Regions from separate parts of the Mus musculus genome. Here regions 1, 2, 3, 4, 6 and 7 are each linked to region 5. Evidence: chromatin contacts called from public ChIA-PET, Hi-C, HiChIP or PLAC-seq and promoter capture Hi-C data. All regions are on one chromosome and are shown on one strand. The core of a region is the stretch at or near the end of the contact, and the rest is flanking DNA. Distances in the headings are between cores, read along the strand shown.

Region 1 (2,700 bases), core at 150-2,649, 680 kb before region 5:
TATATGGCCTGAGATCACCGTGGGAGTGACACAAGGCAAGGCTGGAAAGCGCCTGGGTGCACAGATAAGGCTATTGTCCACCCCCCTCTTCTGTCTTTTATAAGGCACTGACATTTCTTAACCTTTCCACTTACTTCCTTCACTGACACCAAAAGGTCAAAAGAGCCACTGATGGACAGCCGTGCTTAGTGGCAAACGCCTGTAATCCCAGCATTCGGGGGAAGTAGAGGCAAAAAGGATCAGAAGCCCGAGGTCGTTCTCAGCACACAGCCAGTTCTAGGCCAGCCTGGGCTACATAAGACCCTGTCTCAGAAAAGATTCTGATCGGGTCACATGCATAGTTCTAGACTGTTTACCCCTCTCTTGTCTAAGCACAGAAAGCTCTGAACGTCTGAGATCCTTGGAGGTATGAGGTCTACCATTTGTCTCTGGCCCAGGGAGGCAAGATCTTATATTGCAAACGACTGTTCAACCAGTCAGTTTGTTGTGACAGCAAAAACCAGACAGGTGATGCAAAAGCCCAAAGGGTATATACGTGGAGACTCTGTGATCGAGAGAGAAGTTCTTATATTTTAACTCAGAACAGCTTTCAAGTGACTAGACACAAACACACGGAGAGCTCTTATCTCACTTAGAGAAGTGAACTTCAGTCTCAACAAACTACCCAGAAAAACACATGCTGAGTTCATGGTTCACTACTTAATAGAAAGACAGAAACTCAAAGATAAATGTTGTTGCTTCGGAGGGTGGGGGAATAAGGCTGGGGTATGGCGTGCGGGGTGAAGAATCTGAGCGCACCCTTTCTGTGCCAGGAGATAATTATCACACACGGGGTCTCCGGGAATAACCCTGGCTGCAGGGAGAATCTCCTATGTACAGGTTCCATATGTCAGGTCGCGAGCCACAGAGAATTGCAGACTCAGGCCCTGGGAGTGCGTCCGTGGATGGTTTCACACCAGGTGTATGACTACTCGCAGCACAGGAGCCCTGGAAGCCGGTTGTGGACTTGGTAGGAAGAGGCTGCAGGGTCCTCCAGCCTCCGCTGGTAGCATACCCAAAAGATGGCCAGAGATCCCTGGGCCTCCTAAACCCTGCACCGGGAGCTGTGCATGAGCATCTCAGAGCACCTGGCTGCCCCGCGCCGCCGCCGGCTCCCGTGTCCACGCCCCTCCGGACCCGCGGCTGCACCCCGCATCTCCCCCTTTCAGTGAGTGTACCCCTTGCCCGGTGCTGCCCAGCCACCTACCTGCTGGCCGCCGACCCCAGCCCTGGACCACTCTTCGCGGCGACCGCCCTCTCCTCCGCCTTTTCTTCCGTCTACGTCCAGCTCTCCGGAGTTGCGTCAGCCGCGTTAGACTGAAGCCCCGTAGCGCCGCTGACGTTGGGAGACGGGTCTGACCCACGCTACGCCACGGCAACGGCGCAGGCGCTTCTGAGAATCGCGCCCACGCTCCACGTGGCGGCCCCCTCCCATCCCCAGGCTCCGCGCCCGCAGAGTATAGGGGCGGGGCTTCGAGCACCCAGAAAGGAACCTCCCCAGACAGCTTCCCAGAAAGGTAAGGAAGACTGGCTTCTAGTTGCTGATGGATTTCATAAAGCGTGTTTGACAGTTGATCGTCTATATGTCAGACTCACATTAGAAATAGATTGAATCAACAAAGACCGTCTCCCTCAAAACAAAAACAAAAACAAAGACTGGCTATTGAAAAAAATTGGCACCATGGTAAAACAAGTTGGCACCTAGTTACCCGAAAATAACAGCCCAAGTGTTTTCAGCAAAGGTGGTGGTAAGAATACTGCATTTTAAGACGGTGTGTTTAATCTCTGATTATTAATAACCACTGATTATCCCAAAGTTGAATGCATAACGGACACAGATCATCTCCTTCCGGGCTGGCAACGTTCTCGTCCCATAGCACCGTTCGTTGCAGGGAGGCCATTGTCTAGAGAAGGTCAACTGTGGCTGAAAATTGGTTCTTTATGCTTTTGTAGTCCTGACAATGCTACTGAGCCTATTCATTCATTTTCTAATTCACTAAAGGGAACTTACCACTACTTCTCAGTCCATGATGCAGGAGTATGGGGGGAAGGGCAGGGGGCGGGGAGCGGGGGGGAGTGGGGGGAAGGGCTAAAAGGAGGTTTCAGCTTAGGAGAGATCCACGCTCATGGATGATAGGTTTGCAGAAGAGAACATCTGGCTGGGAGCTCACCATACAAAGATTTTGAATCTTATGGGTCACCAAGTCAGTGAATCCAAACTTCTAAAGCCCTGGAATGATATGATCAGGTTTTTGTGTCGGAAATCAGCACAGAGGTGTAGAAACTGGGAAGTGGGTTAGCCTATTGCAAAGCGCCCTGTAAGAAATAAAGCAGACGAAAGGCGCCGACAGGGGGCGTGGGAGCAAAAAGGAAGGCGCGCTCACAGCACTTTTTGCTAAGGGTTGAGTACCAGGAAGAGGAGTTCTTTGAAATGAAATGTGCGTCGGCATATGAGATCTAGGAAGAAGCTGAGAAAATCTGTGCTTTGGGAAGGGTGTTGGCGCCAGGACGCGTTAAATTTTGAGCACGTTGAGGGTGGGGAGGTGGGGCATTAAAGAGAAACAAAACAGCAGGCGCTGATTAGATCTGGTACCCGGGCTTCTAAAAAAAGTGGGGGGGGGGGGGTGCGTGTGGGTGTGTGTCAGGGGTGTAACTAGACTA
Region 2 (2,700 bases), core at 73-2,572, 580 kb after region 5:
TTCTTCACCCTAGAACCGCTCTGCTCTGCAATTGTAGCACCATATTCAGAAAGCTTCTGTACCCGAAAATAACGAGATCATATCTACTATTGGTTTTTCAAGTATTGTTAGAAGCCCTCCCGATTCCCGCCCCTGCGAGCCACATCTATAAACAATCCAAGCACACGATAAGGGCTAAGTCAGGTCCAAGTGGATTAAGTAGCTGCCACAGTTCAACCGGTAGATCCCAGGTCCTCGGCTGCTGGTGCTACTCAGTAGAGTCCGTTTTCTCTAACAGCCTCTCGCGGCCGGTAACTTTGAGGCTGTAGCCCGAGGGATGGACGACAGCTCCTGCTCCGCACAGTCCCGGGCAAGACACTGTTGGATCAGCGTAGCGGCGTCCTCTTCCTCCTCCAGGGATCCCCTGTCAGAGCCAGGCGCCCGAGGGCTGCAGAGTGACTGAGTCCGGTCCGCTTCGGCCACCCCCGGACCCCGGAGCGCTCGCGGGGCTCGTGGCCGCAACCGCGGCGACCGCTCGCTGGAGTCTGCGCACCGCCTCCTTGATGAGGTTTCCGGAGAGCACGAGCTGCTGCAGGAGCCGGTGCGGGTCGTCGTCGGCCGCGCGCGCTCCGCCTGCTGTCCACCGCCGCTGCTGGATTCGGTGAGAAGCCACGGAGCCGGGGAGCCACCCTCGCCGCCCCGGCCCGGGAAGCGCGCTGGCACCCGGGGCGATCTCCGCAACGCAGTAGGGCGCCGATCGGCCCCGCACACGCCCGCGCTCCCCCAGCACGCAGCGCACGGCCCCCGGAGGCGCAGGGTCCCCGGTCTCTGCTGACCCCGTCGGCCGCAGCAGCCGCCTCGCTGGGGTCCCGGTCTTGTCCGCCGACAGCGCCGCCAGGACCCGCGGAGGCGCGGGTGGGGGACCCGGGGCGGCACACGGCGAGGCCGGGCGATCGTGCGCCGTGTCCAGCTGCAGCGTCTCGCCGATCTGGACGATGAGCCGATCCACGTCGGTCGAGCCGCCCAGAGTCACCGACTGCTGCAGCAGGAGGAAGCTGTCGTCGTCCTCCTCCCCCTCTGCCTCGTCGCCGGCTTCCTCCTCCTCCTCTCTCCGGCAAGGCATGGCCCCCCGCCCGGGCCCCCGCGGCTGTGCGGGCGTCGCTGGCAGCTCGGTTGGCCGCGGGCTCGGCGAGCCGCGGCTGGGGCGGGAGCGCGGCGGAGGCCCAAGCCGGGCCAGGAGGGGGCCGAGCCTGGGGATGCGGAAGCCGGGACCACCGGGCAGAGGTACCGCGCGCCTTAGAGCCGCGGGAGCCGGAACGCTGCCGGCTTGGGTTGATTTGTAAACAATGGGTGACGTCGCGCGGCTCCTACCACCGCGCGCGACCGTGGGGGGAGACGTTCGCTAGAAGACTTAGGGGCGCGGGACGGCGCAAACCGTGCGAGACCACTGCCCACACTGTCTGCCCAGAGATAGTTTATATGGTTGCGAGCGATTCCGGGGACGGGGCACCGACTTCGCCGAGCCCAGGTCCTAGGACCTCTCGGTCCTAGGAGGCACCCTCGGCGACTGCCAATTGGCTGCTCCCACTCGCGGACACACCCCCAGCACACCCAGCCCCTCCTCTGCCGCGCCCGCTCCAGCCCCACGTGTGGGTAACGCCTGCGCTGGCCCGGGGAGGGGCGACCCCGACGGTTGGGAAGCCGACCCTGTGGTCAGAGCTTCTCAGACTTGCTCCGGTTTCTCAGAGCTACATCGAATTGACTTTTTTTGTAGTTCAAACGAAAATGTTCTCGTAACCATAGGATTCAAACGAGATTAACAGGCTTCCCCCCCCCCCCTTCATCCTCCTCTTTGTACATTATACAGCCACACACAAAAGCATTGCAGTCGCATTAAATTATAAACGCTTTTTCCGGTGACTGCACGCGCTTTGAAAACACTGTACCGATTACGTAAGTTTCCATTAAGTACTTGTAATTGTTTAAATTCCTTCAACGGTTGCTGTTTCTCTGAGTTCGCCGTTGTAGTAAGTGTGTGACTAATGCTCTTTCCCATAAAACTTTTCCAAATTTATGATTCATTTTTCAGAGTACATTCCTAAGAGTGGAGTTTTAGGTCAAAGGATAAGAGTTTTTTTTAGTTTGGCCCTTTTATTTTTTGTAATATGTATGGAAAACCTAGAACTGGGTGAATACACTCTTATTAATATGTGATATACGTCATTCATTGAAACGACTAGAATTTAGTCATTGAAAACCTTATTGTGTATATGAGTCATGTTACAGGTGAAATTGACATTTTTCAGTTTGCCTGTTATATATATATATATATTTTTTTTTTGGTTTGGTTTGGTTTTGGTTATGGTTATTTATCTATTTATTTTGGTTTTTCGAGACAGGGTTTCTTTGTGTATCCCTGACTGTCCCGAAACTCACTCCGTAGACCAGGCTGGCCTCGAACTCAGAAATCCACCTGCTTCTGCCTCCCAAGTGCTGGGATTAAAAGCATGCGTCACCACTGCCTGGTTGGTTTTTTTTTTTTTTTTTAGACTGGGTTTCTCTGAGTAGCCCTGCTGTCCTGGAACTCACCCTGTAGACCAGGCTGGCCTCAAACTCAAAGATCTGCCTGCCTCTGCCTCCCAAGTGCTGGGAGCATCCTGGCTAGCTTCCTTTGAGACTTCTTTTTTTTTTTTTTTTTTTTTTCTTTTTTCGAGACAGGGT
Region 3 (2,700 bases), core at 30-2,529, 540 kb after region 5:
CGGGTAGCTGAAACGAGACTGGGAGTTCCAGTCCAGCCGAGGTACTTAGCAAGAACCTGTCTCAGTAACGACAATAGAGGGTTTCAGATTCAGAGAAAACTGTGTTGGTCAGATAGTTAACAGTTTCAAATTTTACATTCAGTTGACAGCAGCCTCAAGGAAGAATTCTAAGTCCTCTTGCTGTAGAACAGTATTTCATTTGTCCTCATTTTCATTACAATTCAGGATTTTCGAGTCGGAGGAGAGATAATCTAATGACATTTATCAACCCACGGGCACAGTTCCCGGGAGAAATAAAAGGTCAAAGAGTGGAAAACTCCTCCATACAAAACAGTAACAATACCCACACAAGCCCATCAGGGCTCAGGAAAAATCAGGCTCACAAACTCGGTTTCCCAAAATTCTTGGTTCTTCTGTTCTGTACTAACTCCGTACCAAAGCATAGCATTGATCATACTCTCTGACAATGTAAGTAATCTCATTCTATTGGAGTGTGTCAGACTCCAAATATTTGTTTGTAATCGGTTAAGAAAGGCTCGACTTTATGACAGGGACAGTACTCGTTCCAGAAAGAAGAAATGAGATCACAATTTCAAGGAAACATAAAAATCTATCGTATTTTGAAGTGTTTGCCAGGATGGGTGCTATGCGCTTTAAATAGGTTGTGTCATCCCGTCCAGGTTCTGAAATAAGTATCGTTATGTTTATTTACAGAAGAAGGCTGAAGCCGAGAAAGGTCAGCCAGCTTAGGGGACAAAAATCCCTTTTAACCATCACTCAAGTCGCGGCTCTGAGTAAAGCGCAGAGGCTGTCACGAAGGACATTTAAAGCTCCCGGGGCGTTGTGGGATTCTCTAAACCGCTCTGGGCTTCAGTTGCCACTCAAAACGCTCGGCGCCAGGGCAGACACCATGACCGTGGCCCGGGGGTCTGCAGCCAGAGCGTCGGGAGGGCTCCACACACGGCCGTGGGACTCGCGGAGAGCAGCGCAGCGGGAAGCACGGACCGCAAAGACCCGCCTCAGCCCCCGCAGGCGCGTCGGCGTAGACACCACGGGAGAGAGGAACAAAGCCCGGGCCTGTGGACCACGGTGACTCAAGGGCAGGGCGGCGACATCGCTAGCCCACAGTCCCGTCTCCTAGGCAGCAGGACGGAAAACTTGGCTCACCTCCGGCCAGAGTCGCAGACCGGCGCCTCCCCTCCACTCGGCGCCTCAGCCGCCATCTTCCGCGGCAGCTTGGTCTGCAGCCCCGCCTCAGGCACCGCCCCTTAGCCCTTAGATTGGCTAGGATGGTTTTCTAAGTCCTGTACGATTGGACGAACCTATGGCCCCGCCTAAATAAGAACCGTTCCATGCTACTATTGGTCTATTCAAATATCTAACTGTCATTGGTAGCACAGAACCAACGAAAGGGCAGGAGAAACACCTGCCCGAGGCCTACCGGGAGATGTAGTTTCTCGTTTTGATTAACCCATGTAGTTCCGCGGATCAAGTCACAAATTCCTGGCTGCGCTCCCCTCCCCGCTAGGTAAATCTCTGAGTTACAAAACTGTCGGTTTTTAAAGTCACTTGAAGAGAAAAGGTTCTTGAGGCCCTGCCCATCCCCCAGTTCGGTAGGCAGTTAACGGTTGCTAGGGAAAAGGGCTCATCACCCCTCACTCACTTAAACCCCCATTCACCCCACCCCCAAGATCCATAGGCTTAGTAAAAGGGAAGAAAAGGCATTTTCTTCAATGGTATATAATCAGTGGTAAATTGCATACGTTCCTGTAAGCTACCCTAAGTAAACTCTTGTGTGTGTATATATGTATGTGTGTATGTATGTATGTATTTATGTATGAATGTATGTATGTGTGTGTGTATGTATGCAGGGGCTGATCTTCAGGGTACATATTTGGGGGAGGGGGAAAGTCAGTATAAAGACACCAAAAGCACTGGCTAGAATAGAGAGGCAAATTTTGGGTCATCCAAACAAGCCTCCTTGGGTGACTTCAGGCCAACAAGAAAATGTGACTAAGCCAGGCAGTGGTGGCGTATACCTTTAATCCCAGCACTTGGGAGGCAGAGGCAGGTGGAAAAAAAAAAAAAAAAAAAAAAAACATGGTATTGATATATGAAATTCACAATTAACAATAAGGGGCAGCTAGAGATGGTTCCGTGGTTCTAAGAACACTTGCTGCTTTTCCTGAAGACTAGAGTTTGATTCCCTGCATTGAAAGGTTCACAAGGGCCAGACAGTGAGTCCAGTTCCAAAGGACTGATTGCCTTCCTATAGCCTCCAGAGCTGGCCTCCGGGGCACATGCGCACAGATGCACAGAGACACATAAAATCTTTTCTAAAAGCAAAAAATATAGATGGTAGAGAGTAAAAAGTGAAGGGAAAGAACATTGTGACCCTGACTTGACCCCCAGACCAGGCAACCTTGACCCTATCTTGACCCCAAGCTCAAAATCAGGGCCAAGAAACAGAATCCCACCAATCCCTGAGCACAAAATTCCCACCAACCCCTAGAATTGCCCCAAAATCAGGCCACAAAAATCCCACCACTCCCTCCCTGGACACCCTGGAAAGCTCTGTCTTCATCGCCTGTCCCGCCCCACCAAGAAACCCTATACAAAACCCGCTGAGCTTCTGCCGCTTTTCACCCCAGCAGAGGCCGCCACCCTCCGCGGGTTTCCCCTTGCAGTAAGTTTCCTGTG
Region 4 (2,755 bases), core at 248-2,747, 650 kb before region 5:
GGAGGAAATCATAATATTCACATAAACTGACAATCATACAAGGAACTCTACAAATTCTTAAGGAATGACTTAGGACAACGAGTGTCTTAGAACTAACTTCTGAGGATGGGCTCACTTGGGCAGATGACAGAAGATTCTTAGAAGAGCTAAGATGTTCGCAATGAATGGAGAAAAGAGGGCCACTTGAGTCAAGGGGGAAAGCAGATAAAAGTTAGGAAAAATTTAAGGCACAGCTTGAGGACAAAGGACATGAATTCGTCCAAAACAAAAGGGCAGAATAAAATCATGAGAGAAAAGTTTTCGGACAAAGAAAGAGAAAGAAGGACACAAAGAAAGAAATCAATGCAGATTGCCAGGCTAAAGGTGCTGAGCAGTAGTTTAAAGGTGGTAGAGTCTCATGAAATTACTAATGTTCTTATTAACTAAAAGTAAGAGGGTAGTGGTAAGAGGGGTGAGCGACAGGGAATCTAAAAGAAATAAGAGAGCTGGGAATCCCAAAGACAAAGTCACATCTCAATAAACATTCAATGATAAGAGCTGTCAAACTCGTTTCTACTCACAGTTGTTCACACGGACACAAAACTGTGTCGTTCCACTGGAGTCCGTGAAAACTCTGGAAGGGAACGGGGAGTTGCTCCTGAACATAAGAGAGTTGTCCACACATACCCAACTTGAAGATCTGTGAGGAAAGGTGAAGATACTTAAGAGAGAGACATGGAGTACATCTAGGGAAGGGGGCCTTACCCCACCAATGTCTGATGCCAATAAGAGGGGTCTCTGGGCAGAGGTGCAACACTCAGGTTTTGTTTTACTGGATGGCTCAGCATTCCCAGGAAAGCCCAAGGGGACATCCGACCGGGAGACAGCGGGTAGGAAACTCACTCTTACTCCTCCACCGGAGGAGCACCGCAGCTCACCTTACACTACCAGGAAGACAGAAGGAAAAGACTGTTCTGGGATGGAGAAGATCGCAGTCCTTGTCACAGCAGCAGTTTAAATCGCAGGTACCCGGAGTCAAGTCACAGACACAGATCGGTAAAGCTGTAAGTACAAGAAGAAAAGCGAGATGAAGCTCCCCCAAAGTTTTCCCGCGCGGACAGCCCCAGTGCCAGCTACGTGGCAGGGCAATTTTGTCTACACAATTTTAGATCTGAGAAGTCAGTATTTCCATCCCGTATCCCGCCGCATCACCTGGAAAGGGGTCGGTGGTCGCGTTCACGGGCATCGATAGAGTCCAGGGAGTCGGACTCTCAGACGAATCCGGAGGAGCTGAGGTTGGCACTTCGGGCGTCACTGGCTCCAGGCCCCAGGAGGTGGGGAAAGCCCGGGCTGTGGAGGAGGGCTGCGGTCGGGCGGTCTCAGAAAGCATCAGGACCACCAGCAGCAGCAGGTGCAGCTGCAGGGTGCACATAAGGCAGCCTGGCCGCAGAGCGGTGCGACAGGAGCCTGGGTCTCCAGATACGTCCCAGGAGCCCTGGGAAGAAGAGTCGCGTACTTCGTCATCAGCTTCCGTCTGCGCATTGGCTCAGGCGGGAGCCGGGTGCTCTTCAGCCAATGGAAGGCCGTGTTGTTACGACCCTGAGCGTCCTTCATGCTGCTCTCCTCCTTAGCGGCGCGTGGTTCCCGTTACCTGGCAACCGCTGGGAGCCTCGGGGGCGAAGGCGTCTTTGCCTGATCCCGCCGCTAGATGGCAGCTGGCAGAGGGTTGGCGCGCTTTACGGACCTGGAAGAATTGGATGAAGTCATCACTGAGAGGAAGACCAAGAGGCACAAACTGAGATCTTACCAAGGTAAGAGGCCCTTTCTCTGGAAACACCATGAACTCAAGGAGAAAAACATAGAAAGTCACATCCCTTACGTGTGCCGGGAAACTGAGTACCTGATCACAAAGTTTAGGCCAAACTGGCTACTGAGTGAGACTCTGATCCCTAAAACAAAGACAAATGAACAAAGTCCCAATGATGGCATGAGAGATGGCTCAGCTTCTAAGAATATTTGTTTTTGTTTTTGTTTTTTTCAAAGAACTGGGGTTCGCTTCCCAGAACCCACAAGGTGTCTCACAACCATCCGCTGCTCCAGTTCCAGGAGATCCATTGCCTGTGCCATCTTCTGGCCTCAGTGGGCGCCATCTGACACCCGCAGGTGCAAAGACTCAAGCAGGCAAAACACTCCTCTGCATAAAATCTAAAATAAAATTTAAAAATGTCTCCACTTTAATTACTATGGTATTTTTTAAAAAGCATAATAAAACAATGCTTATTTCAACTCCACGAGTTTCTTTATTCCCCGCTCCCTGTCGCCTAGTCACAGTTTCATGTAGCCCAGGCTGACCCTCAAACTCAAGATGTGGTCAAAGATGGCTGAATTTCTGAACCTCCTGGGTCTGGAATTTTAGTCATATAGGCCACCTTCATGCACTCCTGCCAAACACTCTATCAAGTTAAATTTTATTTTATTTTTTAAAAAGTGTTAGTTAGTGCATTATATCAATAAATGTGATCTGTATATTTGTTGCTGGAAAGGGTAGTAAGGGAAGAGGTTCAGGACAAGAAAACAGGATGGAGAAGAGTATGAGGACTTAGAGAAAGTTACAATTTAGAAACATTTTCTGAGGAGAAAGTAAAGATACAGAGATGGAAATAGCCAAGGAACCAAGAAGCAAGCTAGCTGATTGCTCTTTTACGGTTTTATCATTAAGTTCTGAAACACTCTCTAGTATGTGCTTGCTCTTCTCAGGAGTGGCGTGGCCCTTCTG
Region 5 (2,700 bases), core at 109-2,608:
CGTTTCTCTGGAAAAAAAAACTCGCATACACATGCAATTAGATTCTAGCAGTGACTGAAAATACAACAGCCTAATTTAGAGTTTTTAATTGGCTAATCAAAACAAAGTTTTGTTCACTACAAACAAAATCTAACGTCTGCCCCTTAAAAGCAGCGTACTCCCATTTTGTCACCGATCAGCTACAGCCAAACGTTCTCCACATATTTTAAATTTAGTAAATACACAACTACTCGGGCAAAAAAAAAAAAATCACAATACAGATAAAAACCTTGAAACAATCTCCAATTTGCCAAGCAATCTTCTAGGTTTATCAGACTTTCCACACTTCCCCGCGTCTACCATTCTGAATAAAAAAATAAATAAGTGAATTCCACAGCGTTACAGCTCTAGGTGAAAGTCACTCCAAGAGTCATTAATAGGCGAGCTTTGATGTGAAGATACAATTAAATAAACCGCCAATCAACTTCAGGCCAAAAGCAAAAGTGAGTGGGGGTGTGGCCTGAGGGCTGGGTGACACAAGGGCAGAGCTGTCCCAGTTAGGGACCGACCACCCGAACAGGGCGTCCTCTGGGCACTCACGGAGCGCGGAGAAAGTTGCAAGGGAGTCCTGGGGACCGAGTGCGTGCAGGGTGAAGACGTGTCCGCGTGTAAACCGTTCACACCTCCACTTCCCTAAAGCTGTCCCCACCCCACGGTTTAAATCCGGTTCGGGCGAGAGGGAGAGAGAAGGGTAGGAAGAGGCCGGAGCCCTGCGCGAAGCGATGGGTATTTCCTGGTTGGCAAGCGCCTGGATCACCACGCATCCATCCTCCGCCGTGCTGTGTGCACAGCGTCCAGTTTCCCGGGTCCAGAGCCCGCTCCGGGCCGATCCCCGGGCAGCAGCCCCGAGAGGCGGAGCTGCGGAGCAAGGCCCAGGCAGCCCCGAGTGCTCGGAAATGCCTCCTCCCAGCTCCCGCGGATCCGGCCCCGCCATGCCCGACCGGAAGGAGCGCTCGGGCGGCCGCGGGGCTGCACCGGGCCCCCCGGGCCTTCGGACCACGCCGGGTCTGGCGGGGCGGCAGGCTTGGGAGCGGGGCTGGGGCGGGGGCGGCCGCGCGGCTCGCTTCGCCTCACCGTGTGTTCGTGCTCGTCAGACCGAGCCCGGGGCAGCAGCAGCAACAACAACGCGGCGGCCGCCGCCACGCCAGGAGCGCCCGGCAGCGGCCTCATCCTCCGCGCTCCCACAGGCCGGGCGCCGGCCCACCGACTCCTCCTCCGCCGCCGCCGCCGATTCACATCCACCGGGCGCGGACAGACGCACGGGGCCCGGGCACAGCCGCTGCCTCCGCCGCCGTCACCGCCCGCTCCGCGCCGCCCCCGCCCCCCGGCCTCCGAGCCTCTTCCTCTGACTCAGCCACGTCATCCGGCCACCCCGGCACACGCCGGAAGTCCTCCCGACGCGGGGCCGCAACCGTCGCCGGCCGTGGGGCGCCGGCGCGCGCAGGCCGCGGGGTTGAAGGGTTCCGAGTCGCCGCTGCTGTGCTGCTTGCTCAGCCTCGGCCTGGACCTGGGCCTGGGCCCTTGCGCGCCCGGCTGCGGGCGGGCTGGGGTGACATCGGCTCAGGCGCCTAGCTCGCCACGGCGTGCGTGAACACCCCTTCCCTCTAACCTCGGGCTCCGCAAGCTTCTTTATGGACGATGATTATTAAACTTGGACAGGGTCGGTTGGGTGTTTAAACATCACCGTGTACTGTTTATAGACTTCTATGCAATCAAGAGATCTGGGCTAAGTTGACATTCTTGTTCATCTGCCTACGTATTGTTTTTCTCAGCCTCAATCATAAATGTGTCCGGAAGTTCCTCAGCACTCCAATCACTTGATCTCATATTCTGTATCTGAGCCGGTAGTAATAAGGAGCTAAGTTTGGTATCTTACTCTTGTAAGCCCCAGCATTCGGGAAGCTGGACTGATTGTTGTTTATTGCATACTTGCTTGGGTTACAGCGTGAGACAAAAGAAGAAAAGAAAACAAAACGAAATAATCGGGTCATAGCGGTGCAGGCATGTAATCCCGGCACCAGGACCGCAGAGGCAGAATTGCAGAAAGATTGGAGCCAACCTTATCTACAGGCTCAGTACCAAGCCTGCCAGGCTACGTAGCAAGGCCCCATCTCAAACCAAAACGTACTACGGACTCAGAAATGATCAGAAGGACACTTCTCTAAATGTGGGACTTAGAGGAAGATTGTCTCATCCATCCGTATCAGGCAGGTTTTGGTATTTGGTCGTGTAATACCTCACAGCCAATATTCTATACCACCATACTGTGCAGAAGTCTGAAGAAGACCCCACTACCAATCTTCCTTCCCTGTCCATTCCCAAGGAGTACCAACATGATTTCCTACCAAGAAATCAAATTATGTCTTTTTTGTCCAAAACACATCTTGAATAGTTAGAACTCATAGTGGAATCATCAGTAATGGTTTCATCTGCCAGGCACTCTGATACTCACACAGACCCTATGCAACAGGTACCTTTAGTGTGTCCACTTACAGAAAAGTGACAGATGCACAGGTTGGGTGACTTGCTGAAAGACTAGACCCAGTTTGCTTCTTTAGTTTGTTAACTGCTAATGTATTACCAACCAGACAGCTCTTTAAAAGGTGAATTAGATGTGCTCTCATTGGCATGACATATCCAAGAAGCACTTACAAATGGAAA
Region 6 (2,700 bases), core at 166-2,665, 650 kb after region 5:
CTTGGCTCTCTGTCGAAAGTACAGAAAGTGGCTCAGTTCTGTTGTCAATTGTTTAAATGTGGATTTTGCTCTCCACTAAAAGGACAGGAATTCATGACACTATCTTAGTATCTTAGTAATAGGCCACTGTCTGGCTAATGTTTAATGCTCATGAAGAAGTTTAATGGAAATAAACTAAGAGTCCACAGCCTGGGCAGGAGAAATTGGTCCTAACAAGTGGATACTAAAATTGGGGTAAGGAGAGACAGACATTCCTTTTTGTAATGTTGTAAGGGCCTAACGTTTGCTTCTCAGAAGGACATGAGCCTGTACACCTACACAGGAGCTTCCACACACTCTCAGCTACAGAATCAACATTTAGTAGAAGAAAAGGGATATAGAGCTGTTCTCTTGGGGCTGGCGACATGAGATGGCTCAGCAGGTAACTAACTGCTCTTCTGAAGGTCCTGAGTTCAAATCCCAGAATCACATGGTGGCTCTCAACCACCCATAATGAGATCTGATGCCCTCCTCTGGCATGTCTGAAGACATCTACAGTGGCCTTATGTATAAATACATATTTATTATTTATTATTATATAATATGTAGTTATAAATGCATATGTATATATTTATTATTGTACTATTATTTTTATAATAATAAATAATAAATTTATGGGCCAGAGCAAGCAGGGCCGACTGGAGCGAGCTGGGCCTACCAGGACGAACAGAGGTCCTAAAAAATTCAATTCCCAACAACCACAGGAAAGCTCACAACCATTTGTACAGCTACATAAAAATAAATAATAAATCTTAAAAAAAAAAAAAAAAAAAAAAAGCTGTGCTCTAACTGGCGTGATGAACCACGCCTTTAATCTAGCACTTCGGTGGCAGAGACAGGAAATCTCTGAGTTCTAGGCCTGGTCTACAGAACTTGTTCCAGGACAGTCAGGGTTACGCAGAGAGACTGTCTCAAAAAAAAAAAAAAAAAAAAAAAAAAAAAAAAAAAAAGCAACAAACTAGAAACAAAAAACAACAAAACAACCCAAAAGAACAATGTTCTGTTGAAGGGAAATAGCAACAACCCACGTTTAGGTTTATAGAGTATTTTACAAGTGAGGCTGAGACGTCTTATGACTTGTCCGAAGTACAAGTTAAAAGGAAAAGGGTGTATATTGGAATTGCGCAGGGATGGGACTGTGGCCTGGCAGGGCTGAAGAACTGGTCAGAGGATAGTTGATCATCCCTAAAGAGGAAGCGCGGCGTGTCCAGTCGGCGCCTGGAGCTCAAGCTCGCAACCAGCACCCTCCGCGCTCCTTGCTTACGTGCGCTCCGTGACTGCCGGGTAGCACGCGGGTACCGCTACGTACAACGCATGCGCACTGCCGCCGCGGTGCACTACACCCCCCCCTTAGCAGGCCGCAGAACTTGCCTGAGGCGCATGCGCACACGGGGCGGGCGGCGGTCTGTCGAGCGAGTGGAAAGATTTCGGGGAGAAAGTGCGCGGAAGCGGGGCGGGAGACTGTAAGTGCGCAGGCGCGACCGGGGCGGGGGGCGGGCTGCGAAGAGAATCTCGGCGATCCTCAGTTGCTGCTGCATCCTCTGCCCGTCGCCATGGCTGCCTACAAGCTGGTGCTGATCCGGCATGGCGAGAGCGCCTGGAACCTGGAGAACCGCTTCAGCGGCTGGTACGACGCCGACCTGAGCCCGGCGGGCCACGAGGAGGCGAAGCGCGGCGGGCAGGCGTTGCGAGGTACGAGCGGGACGAGCGCTGTGTGGCGTACTGGGCCAGCACCGGCCTAGGGGTCGCCTGAGCCCCCGGGCCCTCTCGAGAGGCGGGCACTTCGGTCGGCCTCTGCAGTTGAATTTTCATCTGGGGAGGTGAACGCAGGGTGGGGAACCCGCTTGTCAAGGTCACCCCGTTAAGTCTGAGAGTCTGTGCCAGAAAGAGGGCACAGCCGCCGCTAGGCTAAAATCTGTTCTTCCGGTCCGAGCAGCCCCACCTGTGGCGCCCAGGACCCTTTAGGGTACCACGAGGGCCTAGGGCGCCTGGCGGACGATTCCCCGTGACATCAGTGGCTGTACCGGAGTATACTTGAGGCGCCTGCCCATCATGGCGAAGCGGCAGGTCACGGGCTCGCCCTGGGTAGTGGGGGGGTGTTAGGTGGGGATGTCTAATGGCCTTTGAGACAACCTGGAAACCGCGTGCTTCGGAGAGCTTTGTAGCACAGCAGCAAACCACAAAACCGAATCCAGGAATGTGAGTGGGTGATTTCAGTTGATGCTCTCTCCAGCCCTATGAAGCAGGCAGATCTAATTTCCCTCCTTTTTACCTCTCTCCGTCCTCTTGTTATAGTTTAGAAAAGTGACTGGAAAGATTTGTCCAAGGTCATACAAAACTTAGTTCTAATCCAGTGTCCTTGCCCCATTTCTGGGTGGAGTAACAAGTAAGTGTGAGGAACTGGCGGGCCCTTGGCCAAGGACAGAGGCAGAGCAAAGGGTGAAAGCGTCCAGGAGATAAGCTCGCCTTTGCCTATCCATGCTGGGTGCCCCGCACCACCCACAGTTCTCTGTGATTTTGGAATGCTAATAAGAAAGCAAGGCCTCCCCGCTCCCTGTAGTGAAGAGGCACTTCTCTTGGTGATTAGGGCACATCCTAACTTGGACACGGCAGTAGCTGTGTAAAAGGGTTGCTCATGCCTACCTGAAGTGATCTTGTGTC
Region 7 (2,700 bases), core at 5-2,504, 570 kb after region 5:
ACAGAGTTCTGTGTATCAGGCTGGCCTCAAATTTGCTATTTGGCCAGGAATAATTTTGAACTTGTGATCCTCCTGCCTCTGCCTTCCTAGTGTTGGGATTACAGATGTGTGTCACCACCCAGGGGTCTGTTGAAGTCCATTTGAAAATGATCATCATCAGCCAGGCGTGGTGAGTTCCAAGACAGGCAGGGCTATACAGAGAAACCCTGTCTTGAAAACAAAGAAAGAAAGAAAGAAAGAAAGAAAGAAAGAAAGAAAGAAAGAAAGAAAGCGGTCATCAAATTACTGTTCGCTCAGAAGGAAAGCATTCCTGCCATGTGCAAGGCCCTGGATGTAATCCCCAACCCTTCCAAAAAAAATCATTAAATAAACACACTTGACCTAGTGGTTCCCAACCTGTAAGCAAGAGGATAAAGAGTTCAAGGTTATCCTCAGCTACACAGCCAATCCAAGAGCATACTCAAGGCCCTTTCACAAAATAAATAAATATTAAAAAAAAAAACTAATAAAGGTTTGGTTAACCATTAATTCAACAATGCTATCTGGAACAGTTAAGATGGCCGAGGCTCTGTTTTCATATAACCAGCTCACCACTGCTACCCTTTCTAGATGACTAGTCTTCATTTGACTACTGAATTTCGTTAACACGCATTCACTTGCCATATTACAGTTCCTTGCAAAGAGCCAGTAGTCAACGCAGCCCCTAAATGCCCTGGAACCCAAGCCAAAAAACCACGAAATCTGTGGCCGGTTTGCGTTCCAGCTCAGCCATCCACATCAGACAAGGTCTCCATCCTCCTTTCCATCTTTGGCAACAACCTTTTCCTAATCGTCACTCCGAGTCCAAACCTCACTCCCTCTCCTTTCCAGCCTCCTCTGACTCTGTCACCCAAACCTTTAAAAAAAAAAAAAAAAAAAAAAAAAAAAAAAAAAAAAAAAAAAAAAAAGCCACCGCCTAAACCAAACCACTTGACGTGCTGAGGGGAGTGTGTGGAGGTGTAAGTGTGTGGAAGTGACTGTGTGTGGAAGAAACCAATCGAGTCCCCCAAGGTGTCCATCTTGTGGAATGCCAATTAGGCCCGGCTGAGCGAACCAGAATCAACTTCCCAGTGCATCCCCGCACACAGTAGGCACGCCGATGAGGCTCGGGGGCAGCCAGGCTCTACTCTGTGCCCTGGCCCTACAGGCTCACTACTGCCAAGGAGACAGCACCCCCCGGCCGCGCACGGTGGTAGGAGCCACGCGACGTCACCCATTGTTTACAAATCAACCCAAGCCGGCAGCGTTCCGGCTCCCGCGGCTCTAAGGCGCGCGGTGCCACTGCCCGGTGGTCCCTGCCTAGCCCGGCTTGGGCCTCCGCCTCGCTCCCGCCCCAGCCGCGGCTCGCCGAGCCCGCGGCCAACCGAGCTGCCAGCGACGCCCGCACAGCCGCGGGGGCCCGGGCGGGGGGCCATGCCTTGCCGGAGGGAGGAGGAGGAGGAAGCCGGCGACGAGGCGGAGGGGGAGGAGGACGACGACAGCTTCCTCCTGCTGCAGCAGTCGGTGACTCTGGGTGGCTCGACCGACGTGGACCAGCTCATCGTCCAGATCGGCGAGACGCTGCAGCTGGACGCAGCGCACGATCGCCCGGCCTCGCCGTGTGCCGCCCCGGGTCCCCCGCCCCCGCAGGTCCTGGCGGCGCTGCCGGCGGACAAGACCGGGACCCCAGCTAGGAGGCTGCTGCGGCCGACGGGGTCAGCGGAGACCGGGAACCCTGCGCCCCCGGGGGCCGTGCGCTGCGTGCTAGGGGAGCGCGGGCGCGTGCGGGGACGGTCGGCGCCCTACTGCGTGGCGGAGATCTCCCCCGGCGCCAGCGCGCTGCCCCAGCAGCCGGGCCTTGACGGACCCCCGGGGACCGGCAAACTAAGCACCCCGCAGCCACTGTCGGGCCCGTGCCGCCGGGGTTGGCTCCGGAACGCAGCCGCGTCCCGCCGCTTGCAACAGCGACGCGGATCTCAGCCGGAGACCCGCACTGGCGACGACGACGACCCGCACCGGCTCCTGCAGCAGCTCGTGCTCTCGGGAAACCTCATCAAGGAGGCGGTGCGCAGACTTCATTCGCGACAGCTACAGTTACACGCAAAGCTTCCCGCACACCCGTTCCTCGGGCCTCTGTCAGCCCCAGTGCATGAGCCGCCTTCGCCCGGGAGCCCTCGCGCGGCCTGCAGCGACCCTGGCGCTTTCATGGGGAGGGCGCAGCTCAGAACTGGGGACGACCTTCTTGTCCCTGGCAGCTAACAACCTAAGTGGCCACAGCACCAGCCTGTAGCCGGGGACCAAGGGATTTACCCAGGGCTTCACCCAGCCGGAGCTGGTGGTGGACTCGAGCATTATTTGGAAACGGGAAAATAAGCTAAGGAAGACAGCCGAAATATCGCAGATATTTTCATGGGTAACTGAAATTGAAAGCCCCGAACTGTTTGAAACCCAGGACTTAGGTTTGTTTAAAGCAGAATCTACAGAGCGCACCGCAGGCTGTCAGCAGGGCTCCTTTTTTTTTTTTTTTTTTTTTTTTTTTTGGCGTGATTCAACCTGGTCGCTGCAATTCCACGCAGACTCTCCTGGCCAAGCGGGGACCACGTGGCCACGGTGCATGCTCTCAGGATCGGCTCAGCCTGCTATGGAACGAAGGACGATGATCCCCATTACTTGCTGTACTTT

The links. Promoter capture Hi-C pulls out the DNA fragments that hold promoters and counts their contacts. A called contact is a pair of places that touch in the nucleus more often than the background predicts. ChIA-PET counts read pairs in DNA pulled down with a chosen protein or histone mark. HiChIP or PLAC-seq counts read pairs in DNA pulled down with a chosen protein or histone mark. Capture Hi-C pulls out chosen DNA fragments and counts their contacts.
Region 1: a contact with region 5 is called in a promoter capture Hi-C map of adipose tissue. The contact joins the promoter of Aldh18a1 here to the promoter of Tm9sf3 in region 5. A contact is called at or near these places in 3 of 39 promoter capture datasets (the C10 cell line, embryonic stem cells and liver), 3 of 484 Hi-C or Micro-C datasets (CD4 T cells, CD8 T cells and embryonic stem cells), 2 of 115 datasets of contacts at active chromatin or transcription factors (extraembryonic endoderm stem cells and memory CD8 T cells) and 1 of 9 other capture datasets (adipose tissue).
Region 2: a contact with region 5 is called in a promoter capture Hi-C map of pre-B cells, with 6 times the contacts expected there. The contact joins the promoter of Frat2 here to the promoter of Tm9sf3 in region 5. A contact is called at or near these places in 8 of 39 promoter capture datasets (the 3T3-L1 cell line, the C10 cell line, cranial neural crest and 4 more), 4 of 484 Hi-C or Micro-C datasets (Th1 cells, cortical neurons, embryonic fibroblasts and 1 more) and 13 of 115 datasets of contacts at active chromatin or transcription factors (bone marrow-derived dendritic cells, bone marrow-derived macrophages, embryonic forebrain and 9 more).
Region 3: a contact with region 5 is called in an H3K27ac HiChIP or PLAC-seq map of extraembryonic endoderm stem cells, with 7 times the contacts expected there. The contact joins the promoter of Arhgap19 here to the promoter of Tm9sf3 in region 5. A contact is called at or near these places in 10 of 39 promoter capture datasets (3T3-L1-derived adipocytes, the C10 cell line, HPC-7-derived erythroid cells and 6 more), 2 of 484 Hi-C or Micro-C datasets (embryonic stem cells and nephron progenitors), 20 of 115 datasets of contacts at active chromatin or transcription factors (the 230-238 cell line, astrocytes, bone marrow-derived dendritic cells and 17 more) and 4 of 9 other capture datasets (adipose tissue, embryonic stem cells, liver and 1 more).
Region 4: a contact with region 5 is called in a Hi-C map of muscle stem cells, with 5 times the contacts expected there. The contact joins the promoter of Tctn3 here to the promoter of Tm9sf3 in region 5. A contact is called at or near these places in 1 of 39 promoter capture datasets (pre-B cells), 2 of 484 Hi-C or Micro-C datasets (embryonic stem cells and muscle stem cells) and 2 of 115 datasets of contacts at active chromatin or transcription factors (embryonic stem cells and large pre-B cells).
Region 6: a contact with region 5 is called in an RNA polymerase II ChIA-PET map of memory CD8 T cells, with 59 read pairs. The contact joins the promoter of Pgam1 here to the promoter of Tm9sf3 in region 5. A contact is called at or near these places in 5 of 39 promoter capture datasets (the HPC-7 cell line, hippocampal neurons, liver and 1 more), 1 of 15 datasets of contacts at CTCF or cohesin (the NIH/3T3 cell line) and 7 of 115 datasets of contacts at active chromatin or transcription factors (acute myeloid leukemia, extraembryonic endoderm stem cells, memory CD8 T cells and 4 more).
Region 7: an H3K27ac HiChIP or PLAC-seq map of microglia shows a contact between it and region 5, with 6 times the contacts expected there. The contact joins the promoter of Frat1 here to the promoter of Tm9sf3 in region 5. A contact is called at or near these places in 2 of 39 promoter capture datasets (embryonic stem cells and hippocampal neurons), 1 of 484 Hi-C or Micro-C datasets (embryonic stem cells) and 12 of 115 datasets of contacts at active chromatin or transcription factors (astrocytes, bone marrow-derived dendritic cells, bone marrow-derived macrophages and 7 more).

The regions. Positions count from the first base shown.
Region 1 is chr19:40,587,064-40,589,763 of GRCm38.p6, forward strand. It overlaps Aldh18a1 (aldehyde dehydrogenase 18 family, member A1), which reads right to left and starts at 1,400. Exons shown (of 19, transcript NM_019698.2): 1 at 1,247-1,400. Gm27042 (a long non-coding RNA gene) reads left to right here and starts at 1,469. Exons shown (of 4, transcript XR_386705.4): 1 at 1,469-1,556.
Region 2 is chr19:41,846,810-41,849,509 of GRCm38.p6, forward strand. It overlaps Frat2 (frequently rearranged in advanced T cell lymphomas 2), which reads right to left and starts at 1,323. Exons shown (of 1, transcript NM_177603.3): 1 at 1-1,323. The coding sequence starts at 1,102. The coding sequence ends at 407.
Region 3 is chr19:41,800,805-41,803,504 of GRCm38.p6, forward strand. It overlaps Arhgap19 (Rho GTPase activating protein 19), which reads right to left and starts at 1,280. Exons shown (of 12, transcript NM_027667.3): 1 at 1,168-1,280. The coding sequence starts at 1,223.
Region 4 is chr19:40,610,734-40,613,488 of GRCm38.p6, forward strand. It overlaps Tctn3 (tectonic family member 3), which reads right to left and starts at 1,498. Exons shown (of 14, transcript NM_026260.3): 1 at 1,192-1,498; 2 at 918-1,041; 3 at 561-679. The coding sequence starts at 1,411. It also overlaps a transcript of Entpd1 not described here.
Region 5 is chr19:41,262,646-41,265,345 of GRCm38.p6, forward strand. It overlaps Tm9sf3 (transmembrane 9 superfamily member 3), which reads right to left and starts at 1,359. Exons shown (of 15, transcript NM_133352.2): 1 at 1,114-1,359. The coding sequence starts at 1,209.
Region 6 is chr19:41,910,456-41,913,155 of GRCm38.p6, forward strand. It overlaps Pgam1 (phosphoglycerate mutase 1), which reads left to right and starts at 1,416. Exons shown (of 4, transcript NM_023418.2): 1 at 1,416-1,731. The coding sequence starts at 1,593.
Region 7 is chr19:41,828,716-41,831,415 of GRCm38.p6, forward strand. It overlaps Frat1 (frequently rearranged in advanced T cell lymphomas), which reads left to right and starts at 1,255. Exons shown (of 1, transcript NM_008043.3): 1 at 1,255-2,700. The coding sequence starts at 1,453. The coding sequence ends at 2,277.